Regions from separate parts of the Gossypium hirsutum genome. Here region 1 is linked to region 2. The links are chromatin contacts, called in public Hi-C maps. All regions are on one chromosome and are shown on one strand. The core of a region is the stretch at or near the end of the contact, and the rest is flanking DNA. Distances in the headings are between cores, read along the strand shown.

What was found. A called contact is a pair of places that touch in the nucleus more often than the background predicts.
Region 1: a contact with region 2 is called in a Hi-C map of leaf, with 4 times the contacts expected there. The contact joins the promoter of LOC107916594 here to the promoter of LOC107916809 in region 2. A contact is called at or near these places in 4 of 34 Hi-C or Micro-C datasets (leaf and petal).

Annotation. Positions count from the first base shown.
Region 1 is chrA01:100,628,679-100,631,378 of Gossypium_hirsutum_v2.1, forward strand. It overlaps LOC107916594 (ARM REPEAT PROTEIN INTERACTING WITH ABF2), which reads right to left and starts at 1,357. Exons shown (of 2, transcript XR_005921866.1): 1 at 1-1,357. It also overlaps the pseudogene LOC107916593.
Region 2 is chrA01:100,320,671-100,323,370 of Gossypium_hirsutum_v2.1, forward strand. LOC107916809 (F-box protein At1g70590) reads right to left here and starts at 1,329. Exons shown (of 4, transcript XM_016846183.2): 1 at 715-1,329; 2 at 475-608; 3 at 181-363. The coding sequence starts at 1,234.

The DNA of each region.
Region 1 (2,700 bases), core at 107-2,606, 310 kb after region 2:
TCAAGATGCTATGGCGCTTGCACTTCTGGACTAAAGTGAGGGCCCGCTCTAGGTTTTTGGAAACCTCGGCGATTACCCGGCGAATCGGGCGTTCATAGAGGGATTGAACCGAGGTGGTGAAGCGGACAAGGGTTCGAAGAATTTGGGAAAGCCGATCCACTTGCTTCCCAACCTCCCAGCAGTCGGCTTTAAAGGACTCGGCCTCGTCGGCGGCGGAGCGAACTCGTTCTGCAAGCAATATCGGATAGGAAAGGTCGTCCTCGATTCTCTTTTCCCCCACCGAACCCATCAACACGTTGCCTCTTTTACCATAAAAATTCGTGCCTTTTTCGGGGATGAGTGAAGTGAAGAGTCAGATTTTGAGAATCTCAATCTAGTCTACTGTTCTGTTCGCTCATTCATTCTTCGCATGTTCGTTTTGTGTAGTCAGCAGCAGAGCCGAGCTCAGGCTTCTTTTAATAATTTATTTTCATTACAATTTTTTAAGAGAGGAGATGAATTAATTGGCTATTTTTTATTTGAAAAATGATTTATGTTTTCATGTCATATGGAGTACAAAATTATAGGAAAATGATCCTTTTTTTATTTTTTCTGATGTGAAAAAAAAATGAAACTGGCAAAAATGGCAATTAAGGTTCTTCTTCTTTAGAAAAACATATTTGGCATCTATGTTTAATGAAGAGGTTTGATTTACTTTTCATTATAAGGATGCGGAATATAATCTGTACCTATACAGTATCTTAACATCCTAAGCATAAAAAAAAATTTCTCCCTCTCTCGACACTTGCCGACTCTAGGGTTTCCCAAGCTGTTTTGGCTCTTTGCATGGGCAATGTTTGGCCTCTTGTCTGATTAAACTAGGGTTTTTTCTCCCCATATCTAGCTTAATCTTCTTACAGTATTTTTTAATTGTTTCCTATTTTTTGGGGGATCTTTGGTTTACACCTTTTGATTGTCTGTTTCAGGGGAGTTAAGGGCGTGGTTGGACTTGGAAAGTGGTTCGACTCTTTCTTGAATGAGGGAAGCTTCTATCTTGTTGCTCGAGTCCTTTTGATCATTTCAGTGCTCGTGGTTTGGAGAGGTTCTTTGGAGGTGCTAGAGTGGTCAAATCCACGATTTTGGGATGTCGTAGGACGGTTGTTTTAGCTTCGCGACAGCGCCTCTGATTCGTTTCTAGGTTGATGATGTTGGCACTACGTTATTTTCTCAAGTCTCACATATTTTTGTAAGAGCTTCATCTTCCAATGCCTTGATTTTTTTCCTAAGACTGTTAGCAATTTAAATAGGAAAATTGAAATAAGAAAAATAAGGTAATGTTACAAAAATGTTAAAATTTTAAAAATATAGTAAGAGTTAGATTGTATTTTGTTTATTTTATTATTTTTTTATTTTTTCTGTTAAAAATTTTATAATTATCTACTATTAAAAATTTATATAACTAATTTTAACATATAGGGGCCAATTTTAACAATAAAAATAGATGAAACTTTTAAAAAAATGATCAGTTTGCTCTTTAATCTAACATATAAAGACTAATTTTTATTTTTTGAGTAAAGGGTAACAGTTACATATAATGTGTCATGTGTACATTATTCTAATGTATAAAGATCACTTTTTAACAATAGAATTTTACAAAATTTTTACAGAATGATCAATTTAATATTTAATCTAACATAAGGGACTAATTTAACCATTTTTAATAAATTGACAAATTTGCAATCTACTTACATTACAATGATTTCCTTGTAACTTTTACCTTTAATTAAGCTATTAACTTGTGAGAATTTCACAGAACAAGAGTAGGTTTGCTAATAGACATTGTAACAGCCCAAAAAATTTTTATAAGACATCTAACATTGTTTAGTGAAATTTCTAAGAAATTTGAAAAATGAGTTAAATGGAAAAATTTTATGAAAATAAAAATTGATATAGAGATGAAAATTCATGAAAAAATATGAATATAAAAATGTGGCAAAAAAGACCAAATTTAGTTACTACAAACAACTTGACTAAAAAATGAAAATGAATTGCCTTGTTATTTTATTTCTTTCACCCGCACAACGGGTATACCATAGCACCAATACATATATATATAATATTTTTGTATTGAAGTTATTTTTTTTAACACACTTTAAATGTTAATTAACTACAATCGATCCAATTATTCAGAGTGAAATGTTACATTAGGATTCAACCCGAGTTAATTATATCACAAATGTTCAAGGGCGGTTAAAAAATGAGGACAAACAAATCCAGATGTTCATACTTACTTAATAACGTGAGGCCAATCAATGGCTCAATTGTTTGTAGTTTGCTAAACATTTTGCAGACTGCAGATATGAAATCAAAGCTTCGCAATTATCACATTTTGGATAGGCTTTGTTGCAATGTCGTTGTCCTTGACCTCCAGATCGGTCGTGCTAGGAGGAACATCGACCGCAGGGGAGCAGTTAAAGAAACCATGTGGCTGCGTTGCAGATACCAATGGTTAAGTTCTAACATCATGCTTCTGTCAACCAAGCTGTAAACTTACTATATTGTGTCCAACTTAAAAGAAGAATTTCCGCATAGCATTTTCAATTGCAAGCGCAAATCCACACCATAAGCATTCTGACAATGCAGTGCAAGAGCGGGACCCTAATGACTCACACGTTGTCTCCTTGACGAGGTGAGTCATTCCCTTCCTACTTACTAACGCTG
Region 2 (2,700 bases), core at 79-2,578:
TTCTGTTTTCCCCCCTCAATCATATTTCCCCATTCTACTTCAACGTGACATAAGCAGAAAATCACATTCCTTTCATCAAATATCAAAGAGAACTACTGTTTGCTATTAAAAGACACTCAGTATCTCACACACGTTTCTATTATTCTCTATATTTTAAACAGAAAAAAGAAAGTGCCATACGGAAAATAGAGCAAGTCCATGTTCAAATTGAGCTTTGCCATGGCCACGATCAGCTGCTCTCTTCATCCACTTCCTCGCTTGTCTACGACTATGTGATAAACCTTCCCCAAATGTATAACAAAGGGAAGCATTATACATTGCACGCACATATCCACCTTCAGCAGCCTTTAGATACCATCTAGCCTGATAAACAACAGTAACCAACAAAATAAATCCTATCATCCCAAGTTTTCTCAAATACAACACGCTCGATTTATGAATATAATTAAAACCGGTAAGCAAAGAAACCCCTACTGCTTCCTGAAGATTTTGTTCCACCCCAAGACCTTGATGTAGGCAAAGGGCCAGCTGGTATTGAGCTCGAACATGGCCCCCAATTGATGCTTGATGCAACCATTTTACAGCTTCCTTATGATTTTGAGGTTGTGCTGGATATCGTTAAAAAGAATTCAAACTGTATGGCATTAAATTATAAGCTAGGATTTGAGAAAAAGTTGATGAATTTCGATTAAGAAAAAAAAAAAGAGAAAATACCGTGCAAGTATGAAATTCCGAGATTGCACTGGCCAGCAGCGTCACCAAGGGCAGCAGCTTTTTGATAAAGAGCAATCGCCTCTTCCTTCTGACCCCTTTCCCAGTAAACAAGCCCCGCATCGACCATGGCAAGCGTGGAGCCACGCGCAGAGCCTTTCAGAAAAGAGACGAGAGCTTTCTCCAAATTGCGTCCAACACCGCCTCGACCGTGCTTGAACTGCTTCCCCTGACGCAGTAGTACCATGGCTTCCCTCAAAGCCCGAAGCGCGTCCCCCCACGACCTACACACCAGAGACGCCGCTAGAAGATTCGGGAAATTAAACGGCGCCGCGATTTTCGTTAATATGTCGAAAGGGAGAGCTGAAAAATCGGGATAGTTGGTCGGAGATGATGACGATTCTGAACTGACCTTGGACCAGCGTGAAGATTTGGTCTTTGCATCTCTACCGTCGGGTTTGGAAAACGGAAACGCAATGAACCAGGAGGCGTCCGATCGGTCTAGCAATGTTTTTTGGTTCATGTTGCTGCTTTACTTTCCTAAGTTCGCATGGAGAAAGCGTCAGGGGAAGCATTTATTTATTTATTCTTTAAGAAAGAACTATGGGAGCAAGTGCTTGTAGAATGACGTGACCTCTATATTTAATTCGGAACACAGTTACTCGACACGTGGTACTTTAATTATAGTTCACATGACCGGAAAATATATTTGAAGGGTTTAAATATGTGAAAGGACCCTGAAATTCTAGAATTTAAAATTTAAGTCCTTACTTTGATTTTGAGACATTAAATCCCTATGTTTTTTTTAAGCTCAATAGTGTAAAAAGCTCACAATTTTTTTCAAAAAAAGTAATTAAATCCTTTTTTCACTCAATTCTTAAATTTTTAAAATATATCAAAAAGACCCTAATACTTTTTTAAAAAAAAGTAATTAAGCCTTTATTTTTTTACTCAATTGGGGTACTTGAACTGTCAAAATATATTAAAAAGGCACTCAAACATTTTTAAAAAAGCAATTAAGTCCCTACTTTTTTTTCACTCAATTGCCAAAATGCATCCAAAAGACTATTTGATCGTTAAAGCTAACTGCCCTTATTTTTTTAATTAAAATCACCACATATCACAGCCATAGCATGCATGTGGCAAAAAAATGATAAAAAATAACAATTATAAAATATATTAAATTTTAATAAAAATATAAGAAATATTTATTTTTTATTAAAAATTAGGAAAAATATTATAAATTATATAGAAATATAGAAAAAAATATATAGAAATTTTATAAAACTGTAAGAAAATGATAAAGAAATGTATAAAATATAAAATTCATAAAAGAATTATAAAAATCATCATACCAAAAGAAGCATTTTGTAATTTTTCTATAACTTTTATTGATTTTTATTTTTATCATTTTTTGACACATGTCCACCGTGTTGCGACATGCGATGGCTTTAACTAGAAAAAAAAAGGGGATCGTTAACTTTAACGGTCAATAGTCAAAGTTAATGGTTAAAGAACATTTTTATGCATTTTTTTATGATTTTATAAAATTTTGTAATTTTTTACGATGTTTACTTATTTATTTTTTAGTAAATTTTAAATATTTTTATATTTTTATTAAAGTTTAATTTTTATAACATTTATTGATTTTTATTTTTTATAATTTTTTTGTCATAACACAGTGATTATGACACTGGGTGGTTCTAACTTAAAAAAATTAAAGGCAGTTAACTTTAACAATTGACTAATAAAGTTTACGGTCAAAAGGTATTTTTTATGTATTTTGACAATTGAGTACAAAAACAAATATATACTTAATTGCTTTTTTTGAAAAATTTTGATGGCCTTTTTGATGCATTTTGACAACTCAAGTACTCAATTGAGTACTAAAAAAGAGCAATGGCTTGATTAATTTTTTGAAAAAGTTTTAGGGTATTTTTTATGTATTTTGAAAGTTTAAATACTCAATTGAGTCAAAAAAAAAAGAGC